Linked DNA regions of Macaca mulatta: region 1 is linked to region 2. A link is a contact called in public Hi-C data. All regions are on one chromosome and are shown on one strand. The core of a region is the stretch at or near the end of the contact, and the rest is flanking DNA. Distances in the headings are between cores, read along the strand shown.

The links. A called contact is a pair of places that touch in the nucleus more often than the background predicts.
Region 1: a contact with region 2 is called in a Hi-C map of liver, with 5 times the contacts expected there. The contact joins the promoter of BRIX1 here to the promoter of TARS1 in region 2. A contact is called at or near these places in 2 of 14 Hi-C or Micro-C datasets (fetal cortex germinal zone and liver).

What each region holds. Positions count from the first base shown.
Region 1 is chr6:35,975,070-35,979,812 of T2T-MMU8v2.0, forward strand. BRIX1 (biogenesis of ribosomes BRX1) reads left to right here and starts at 2,048. Exons shown (of 10, transcript NM_001261247.1): 1 at 2,048-2,232; 2 at 4,643-4,743. The coding sequence starts at 2,074. RAD1 (RAD1 checkpoint DNA exonuclease) reads right to left here and starts at 1,854. Exons shown (of 6, transcript NM_001261160.1): 1 at 1,751-1,854; 2 at 1,030-1,307. The coding sequence starts at 1,227.
Region 2 is chr6:34,817,716-34,822,675 of T2T-MMU8v2.0, forward strand. It overlaps TARS1 (threonyl-tRNA synthetase 1), which reads left to right and starts at 2,621. Exons shown (of 19, transcript XM_028849367.2): 1 at 2,621-2,788. The coding sequence starts at 2,732. LOC106998703 (a long non-coding RNA gene) reads right to left here and starts at 2,277. Exons shown (of 2, transcript XR_001445238.3): 1 at 2,172-2,277.

The DNA.
Region 1 (4,743 bases), core at 798-3,297, 1.2 Mb after region 2:
CCCATGAGAATAATTTCTGATTAGCAATCAAAACATCTTAGAGACATCCTTTGAAGCATCCTTATATCCATTCCTGGATCTAAAACTATCCCTCTGGGACTCTCCCTTATCTCGTTTTTGTGCGTATCACTACTGCTAAGGTCACTTGGAAAACAGACGGATGACTTGATAATGCATGAGCAATATTAGTTACAACTTTTATTATTATTTTTTATTGATTCGGGGGTCTCACTACGGTTACTCAGGCTGGTCTTTAATGCCTGAGTTCAAGCGATCTTCGTGCCTCAGCCTCAGTCTCCTGAGCAGCTGGAAATACAGGTGTGAGCCACTATACCATGTTGCCGCACGAGGACGAGAACCATGTCTTATTTACCTCTCTATCCCTGAGGTCATGCTGTGCACTTACGTGTTAAAAAAAATGCTTAGTTGAATTTGCAATCCTATCTGAACCATACAAATATTACTTTGGAAGAACAAAAATTCTATTACAACCAGTAAAGGGAAAAAATACTCTTTAGTAACAGCAAGGTGGTAGTATCGCAGTGGTAAAAAGAGCAGATATTCTGGAAACAAATGTTCAGGGTTCTTATCCCAATTCAGCCACTTACCAGCTGTGGGACTGTTGGCAAATCACTTAAAATTGTGCCTCGTTTCCACATATATAAAACGGGAATAACAATAGAACCTGTCTTATAGGACTATTGTTAAAATTAAATAAGTTAAACACTAAGAAGACTGTAGCCTAGCCGATAGTCTAGTTTAATAAACTTTAGTCATTACTAACCATTATCTCTGTAAAACAAGATGGGAAAAGAATTTGTTACCGGGAGAGAAAAAAAAAATTCAAGTAATGACGTTTGTTCTCTAACGTAAGACTATTAAGTTATTTATCTATTATTTATTATGACTATTGACTATTAAGTTATTATGAGTATTAAGTTATTTATTATGTCTACTAAAACCTTCGGATTTCATTAAATTGCATTTAGAATATCTATGGCACAGGCTTAAAGGCGCCTACTTCCATACCTGAATAAAAGCATTTGCTTGCACACACTTTGCATTTTCCACTGTTACTTTGATACCATTTTTAGTTGCGAAACACGTGGCATGCTCTCGGAAATGAATAGCTTTCAAAATAGTGGAGAGATTCCTAACGTTGTCAAGGCTGGCCACAAGGCTGTACTGATCATCCTCATCTTGGATCTGCTGGGTCAGAAGGGGCATAGTCCACTGCGCATTCGGCCCGGAGGGAAATGCTCCTGGGGCCAACACCTGCTCCGCGAATCGCGAAACACCTGAAGGGACTGGACAATAAAACTCACATCAGTGCAGGCGAGGTCTGGCGAGCTCCACCTGCGCTGAGAGGTGGACGGGGGCTGGGCGGCTGAACTCAGCTGACCAGGCCGAACCCCACCTATGTCACTTAATTGTCTTTGTAATTTTGCGGGAAAATTAAGTTACTATTTCCTCGTCTCTGTAAGAGGACAATAACGTGAAAAGTTGTGAAGAATGAAGACACGCAACTGACACGGTATCTCCGCTTGGGGCCAGCTTCTCCCGGCCAAACAAACAGGAGCTATGAATCCGACCGCGGCACCAGCCTCGCTTCCAACAGAACAGGCGATGGAGGGGAGCGCCCAGAGTGTCCAGAAGATCCCCCAAGAGTCCCACACAAGCCCATTCACCAGCCCGCCCGCGGGACAGCATCGCTTATTAGTCTCGGGGTCCCCGAGTGCGGACACCCTACCTTTGCGGTGGGGTCTGGACGCCCGAGAGACCTTCCCAGGAAAGTCCCTGAGGAGGAGCTAGACAGCTCTGAGAAATCGCGTAGGAAGTGGAGCCGGTCCCGCCACTCTTCAGACCTGCCCTCCACTTCCGCCACCGTCACCACAGAGCTGAAGGAGGCCTAGAGAGCCGCGCGTGCAGCGCCACTGAGACCGGAAGGAGACACCGCAGACCTGGAGGACAACCGCGTAGCTGAGCGCTTAGAGCCACCGAACCATAGAGATCGGAAAGAGGAGCGAGAGGCAACGCCGGAAAACAGGCCAAGAGCGCAGGCAGTAAGGCAAGATGGCGGCAACCAAGAGGAAACGGCGTGGAGGCTTGGCAGTGCAGGCGAAGAAGCCAAAAAGAAACGAAAAAGATGCCGCGCCGCCAACTAAGCGGCACACCACCGCAGAGGAGGTGGAGGAAGAAGAGAGGGACCGGATCCCAGGCCCCGTTTGCAAGGTAGAAGGGGATGCCCCCGGGCTACACCGGCGGCGGCGGCTCTGTGCGCCTTTTCTTGGGTTACTTACTTGACTACAGCTCTGCTAATTTCAGAGTAGCCAGAGTGTTAACGGTAGGTCGATTTTAGCAATCCTCCCAGCCAGACTGGGCACCGAGTTTTCAGCTAATCCTTGTGCACGTGTCCGCCCTCCTGGAGGCGGCGGGTTTTAAAATCTTTACCCGGCCCACGGGAAAGCGACTTACAGGGTGCTCAGATCTAGCGTTTTGTCTTCGTAGTTGTTGAGTTGTTTTGTTTTGTTTTGTTTTTTAAATATTTTTGAAAAGTAGGGCTTTTCCTTGGCTATTTCTCGCTGTTGAGTATTTCTTCCAGTGATTAGTATGCCCATATACTGCCATAGTCAGCCACTCTCAGTCAGGGATCCTACAGTTTGTTAGGTGAGCCTTTAAAAAGTTGTTGCCCTTAGGACTGTGACTCTGATTTGTTAACCAGTTTTCAACTCAAGGGATAATGAAAAATAGGCTAGGTACTATGAGCTTTACTTGTATTCAACAGACATTGAATGTGCCATGCATTTGACCAAGTTAGGCATCCTTTGGGTTTGAGATTGCAAAGGTGACTAGCATGTGACCCCTTCCTCCTGAAATGTTGGAGTTTAGGAGGAAACTTAAGAATTCAAATAAGTTGATGGTTTTTATTCAAAAGAAGTGCACGTTAGTTGGAATTAGCTAGATTTCCTTCAACTGAGAACTCATCTTAAGCTAGACAGAATACTGTGAAGGCAAGGATTATCTTTGACATTAATTTCTGCGTCCTCCGCACTTAGCAGAGTAGTCTAGCACGCAGTAGGTGTTAAGTCAATGACCCCGTGTGGTGTGATGGCAAGCTCTAGGAAAGGAGTGTGAGCTCTGAGGAATAAAAGATAAGTGTAAATTCTAGCCCCGCTCTTTTCTGCGCTCTTTTCTGACCTGCAGATTGGGGCCGGGGAGGGGGGAGAGAATATTTACTTTTTATGAAAAATAAGCTGGGCTTGTACACTTCCAATAAATGTTAGTGTTCTCACTCTTCCCTTAAGGAGCTAGATAGTATCCATAATCTGAGCTATACTTTGATACATTCTATGGAAATGCAAGAGATGGAGATTACGTTTACCCTAGTATAATAAGATAAAGAATCATGAAGGATTTAGTCTTTAAGCTGCATATCAGAAGAAGTGTAGAATTTTGACATTCAAAAGACTTTGAAGTAGGGAAATGCTGAAAAATGTAAAAAATAGAGCCAGATTGGATTGCATTAGGCTTCATTTGGGGCAATAATGATGTAAAAATGAAAATGTATTTTACAATTCAGTGTCGAAGCTATGTCGTTTGAACTTTGTTTAGAAAACTCTGGGAAGTAAGGATGTGACTGAAGTATTACTTTAAAAATGGCCGGGCGCGGTGGCTCACGCCTGTAATCCCAGCATTTTGGGAGGCCAAGGAGGATGGATCACTAGGTCAGGAGTTCAAGACCAGCCTGGCCAAGATGGTGAAACCCTGTCTCTACTAAAACTACAAAAAAAAAATCAGCCAGGTGCAGTGGTGGGCACCCATAACCCCAGCTACTCAGGAGGCTGAGGCAGGAGAGTCGTTTGAACCCGGGAGGTGGAGATTGCGCCACTGCCCTCCAGCCTGGGTGACAGAGTGAGACTCCATCTCAAAAAAAAAAAAAAGAGTAAACTTGAAAGAGCTAGTCAACCATATCCGTTGGAGGTGTTCTTCATGTCTGAGAAAGTTAGCCATTTAGGAGTTTTGCAGTTAATATAAGACTCTTAAGTGCAGTGTGAATAAGAAAGGATTAAGAATTGTGAGAAATTATTATGAGACCTCTGCATGGAGAGCACAGAAATAAAAGAGGGCTAAGAAAGAACTTTCAGGGTTGGGAGGAGGAATTGGAGAGATTGAAGATGAAAAACAAGAAACCAAGGAGGGCATTTCTGGGTGGCAGATGTGGTCAGTGAATGTTGGTGAGAGATGAAATTAAAGGAGTCAGGATGGTTTGACTTGCTACCTGGAAGCTCTTAAAAAACAAACAGGGCCAGGTGCAGTGGTTCTCACCTATAATCCCAGCACTTTGGGAGGCCAAGCCGCTTGAGCCCAGGTGTTGGAGACCAGCCTGGGCAACATAGGGAGACTCCTGTCTCTACAAAAGAAAAAAAATACTAACTGGGCATGGTGGCACATATCTGTAGTATCCAGCTACTGCAGATGCTGAGGTGGGAGGATCACTTGAGCCCAGGAACTTGAAACTGCAGTGAGCTGTGAGCATGCATCACTGCACTTCAGTCTGGACAACAGTGTGAGACCCTGTCACAAAACAAGGTCAGTTCAGTATGAGATTTTAAAATCTTTTTAACATTTTCTTTTTCTTTAGGGCAAGTGGAAAAATAAGGAACGGATTCTCATCTTTTCTTCCAGAGGAATAAATTTCAGGACAAGACATTTAATGCAGGACTTGAGAATGTTGATGCCTCA
Region 2 (4,960 bases), core at 1,371-3,870:
AGAATGGGCTAATACAGTGGGCATAAATTATAACACTGAGAATAAATCAGAAGTTTCTTTTTTGTTGGCAAATACACAAAAGTTGCATAACCGTGTTTTGTGCTTTAGGTCTGAGATGTGCTGGAGGCTCCCGCGATCTTTGCTTAGCTCTAAATACACACATAGTAAAAAAAAATCTTCCTAACACCAGAGGGCACTGTGCTACAGGGATACCTCTGCGAGATTCCCACACTAGCAACTCCGTTACAGCTTCCCCTATGTTCCTGCACCACAGTCAACCTGTTAGAAATGCCTTCTGCTTTTTCTTTTTGCCATCCTTAAATGAGGACTGTTTCTCCCTTGTAATCCTCTCAACAGAATTCCTCTTCTCCCTACCATAACCTGTGTCTCTGGGATTGTATACACAAGTTTCTGAAGCCCTCTGAGGGTTGGGTAATCATGCTGTGATTCTTCCTGTGTATACATGTTAAGTAAATTTGTATGTTTTTTCTATTAATTTACCTCATGTCAGTGATTTTCAGCCAAACTTCAGAGGGCTAAGGGGACCTCTCCTCTTGGCATTTACAATAGTATGTGCTGGTAGTTTCATGCAGTTCTTGGTAGAACTTACTGGTTCAACTTGTTCTTTCACTATGTGTGTATTTAGAGCTAAGCAAGTTTACTATATCTATCTATCTCTATCTATCTATCTATCTATCTATCTATCTATCTATCTATCTATATTTTTTTACTGCTCTGTCGCTGACACTTTGATTTCAGTAACAGTCGTTTTCTTTTCTTTTTTCTTTGAGATGAGGTCTTACTCCATTACCCAGGCTGGAGTGCAGTGGCAAAATCATAGCTCACTACAGACTCAAACTCCTGGACTCAAGCAGTCCTTCTGCCTCAGCCTCCCAAGTAGGTAGGACTGCAGGCGCACACCACCAAACCCAGTTAATTTTTTAATTTTTTATTTTATCTATTTATTTGAGACAGTCTTGCTGTGTTGCCCAGGCTGGAGTACAGTGATGTGATCATAGCTCACTGCAGCCTTGATCTCCCAGGTTCAAGTGATCCCCTCGCCTCAGCCTCCTGAATAGCTGGGACTACAGGTGCACATCACCATGCTTGGCTAATATATATATATTTTTAATTTTTAGTAGACACGAGGTCTCACTATGTTACCCAGACTCGTCTTGAACTCCTGAGCTTAAGCTCTCCTCCTACCTTGCAAGTTTACAGTTTTTAAAAAATGTATTTTATCTCCTTGATTGAAAACTTCACGAAAGCACACTTTGTGTATTTTTGCCAGCACCTGGAAGATGTAAACCTATCACACAGCAGATGTTCAATAAATGTCGAGTGTTGAGACAAAACTTGCTTAATTTTTCAATCAAGGTTTGCAAAATTACCTCTTAATTTGTATTATAAAAGAAGTCAAAACCCATTTACTAACTAGACCTAGAAGAAAGTTTATAATGAGACTAGATTATTAGTAGTGCTTGATGTTCCAGGAGTTATATTCAATTTTAATAGGCTTAGATAGACCAAACTAACTCCCCACATTTAAATTAGAATGAGAATCAACGGGATCTACTCTTACCTTCTAATGTAAAACAATTTAATTATGCTCATTAGACACGTTTGCCTGAATTGTATCTTAATTTTAACTAAGTATAATGAAAACCAGAGAGCTCAAGATTACTGAGTTTGCTAGATGCAGAAAATTATAGGTTAACAATTATATTTAACTGCTATGTAACATTGTTTCTAGCAGCTTCTCTTAACCCCTTGTTCCCTGAAGGCAGAGAGTTGTAGAGAACAGAACTGATGTTTAAAAAGAAAAATCCACAAAACGTGGTGATGGAGTACGTACGTGAAGTTGTGCCCATTGCGCTTCTGATTTCAAATAAGTAATTGTTTTAAATTGCCTACTAACACAAATTTTAAAAGCCCAGTCGATTCCAAACACACCTAGGAGTGAAAATCCATGGTTATTTCCTTGGGTGAGCTTTATTGTATTTTTGCGGGCGCTATAGAAATGCTCCCCCAGGCAGTACAGATCAGCAGCGGCTAGCAGTGAAGAATGTTCAAGGAAGGGTTTGTCCCCGATCACTAGGACTCGGGGCTTGGGGAGCCTGGACTGCCATGAGGAAGGCTCGATTCACCACTACAGACAGGGAGCCAGAGACCTGAGTAGTGCCGAGAAGTCGGCAGTCGCGCCAGGTCAGAAAGCGCCGAAGCCGCAGGAAATCCCGGACTCCATCCCTGGATTTGTTCCAGTGTCGAAGATGGTATCCAGGTCGCCGAAGTTTATGCCAAGACCGACTTATTATCTACGGTGTCCGGGAAGGTCCATGATTGTGCGACATAAAGGCAGAAGGGAGGAAGGCGCAAGCGCATTGGGGACTTGACTCTGAAAAGCGTCCAGACCAAGGTCTGCGGAGAGTAGGCCTGTAGCTCCTCCTCACCCGCCACAACCTGATTTCCTAGAAGGGCTCTGTCATCCAAAAAGATTTTCCATTGGCTTAGAGGAGGCAGGGCCCGTCTTCTCCCGTTATCCATTGGCTGCCCCTTCCGCCGCAAGTTGGGGGCGGGGTTAGGGCGCCTGTCGATTGCATCAGCTGGTCCAGTGGAGGCCAAGTGGCGCAAGCGCAGTGTTCCCGGGCCCTAGCCCACCTGCGACCCGCCTCTTTGCTCTTCTCCTCTAGGCCGTCGCTTTCGGGTTCTCTGATCGCTTCGTCGTTCGCCAATGTTTGAGGAGAAAGCCAGCAGTCCTTCAGGGAAGATGGGAGGCGAGGAGAAGCCGGTGAGCAGACCTGGTGGGACCCAGAGACCAGCCTGGGACTCTCGTGGGTGCAGACGCTCCCTCGCGGCGGGGGCAGGGGTCAGGAAGCAGGAAGCGGCCGGTACCGCGTGGGTCGGAGGAGTGGGGGACGGTGGGACTCATGGAAAGTCGGAACCCCCTTTGGGAACCGTCCATTCATAAATTAGGGTGGGGCCTTGCAGTTCATCTCTGGGTCCATTCTCTTTACAAATGAGGAAACAGACCTTGATTGAGCGACTTGTTCAGAGCCTCACATCTACAGTAGTTAGACGCGGAGACAGAATCAGAATCTTAGGCTTGGGGCTTCCAAACTCGGGTTTGTGGCTTACTGTAAGCGGGAAACATATTGCAGAGCCTTATTTAATCAATCTCCTAAGATCCTGCGGGGGTAAAGAGCTCCATTTTGAGGAAAGGAAAACCGAGTCCCTGAGATCTGACCCAACTTGTCCAGGTTTGGGTGGTTAAGTATACATTTTGCCCGGCACTGAGCTGGGCGGTGGAGGTGGGAAGATGAGTAGGGCCCAGTTCCCCGACTTTGAGGGCCTCACAGGCTGATGTGTAAGAGACAGGAGAACAGCCCTAGTGCTTTGTGATCAGCTGTGTGGTATTACAGAAGAGGAAGCTTAGGAGGGCTCTTTCGAATTGAGTTTGGAAGAATGATTTCACCAGGAAAACAGGCAGAACGGGGCTTCCCACATAAAGGTAGGGAAGGCAGTGAAAAGGGGCACGCAGGTGAATTGTCTTTCGGGTTGTTTGCAAGAGATATGCCAGAAGGGTTAAAGGAACAGCAGTCAGAAAGATCTTAGGCAACAAGGATGTTTGCTACTTGTATTCTATACATGAAGGATCTTAAGCAGGAAGATTGAATTTGTAAAAGTCACGCTGGCATTGGGGTAGAAGGTGAGGCCACATGCAGAAAACTGTTGTAATAGTCCAAGTGAGAAGTGGTGGCATCTTGAGCTAAGGGAGCCTCTATCCCAAGTCTGTGACAGGACAAGTCACTTAAAAGCCAAAACTTTTTCTTGGTTGTCTACTCGGAATTGAATGGAGCACATTCTAAACCAAGTAAATTTAGTTCTAGATGATAAATGGTGACAATACATAGTTTTTTGTTCACATAAAATGGTATTTTTACTATTTTGTAACTTTTTTTTTTTTGCTTAATAGGATGTGGTCAACAGCTTTCCATGTCCATAAATATTCTCCTGTACTATTCTTAATTGGACTTAATATGTATGGTTAACAAATATGTACTTTTTCCTTCCTGTAATAGTTATACAACGGTTAATATTTATTTTGAGTACTAAGTACGGGTTTGGCACTGTATTAATGTATTCCATGAATTAACTCATTCAGTCTTTTGTGTTTATTTATTTATTTATTTATTTTTGTTGAGACGGAGTCTTGCTCTGTCACCCAGGCTGGAGTGCTGTGGCTGGATCTCAGCTCACTGCAAGCTCTGCCTCCCGGGTTTACGCCATTCTCCTGCCTCAGCCTCCCAAGTAGCTGGGACTACAGGCGCCCGCCACCTCGCCCGGCTAGTTTTTTGTATTTTTTTTTTTAGTAGAGACAGGGTTTCACTGTGTTCGCCAGGATGGTCTCGATCTCCTGACCTTGTGATCCGCCCGTCTCGGCCTCCCTAAGTGCTGGGATTACAGGCTTGAGCCACCGCGCCCGGCCCAGTCTTTTGTTTTTTGTTTTGTTTTGTTTTGTTTTTTCCCTGTCGCCCAGGCTGGAGTGCAGTCGCGCGATGTCGGCTCACTGCAAGCTCCGCCTCCCGGGTTCACGCGATTCTACTGCCTCAGCCTCCTGAGTAGCTGGGACTACAGAAGCCCGCCACCACGCCCTGCTAACTTTTTTTTTTTTTTTTTGTATTTTTAGTAGAGATGGGGTTTCACCGTGTTAGCCAGGATGGTCTCGATCTCCTGACCTCGTGATCCGCCCGCTTCGACTTCCCAAAGTGCTGGGATTACAGGCCTAAGCCACCGCTCCCGGCCTCATTCAATCTTCTTAATAACGCTATGAACTGGGTTCTGTTATTATCTCCATTATACAGATGAGAAAGCAGGCAAAGGAACAGTAACTTGCTCAAACCAAGTATCCCTTTTTTTCCCCTTTCTCAAACCCAGTATCCTATAGCAAATACTAATAACC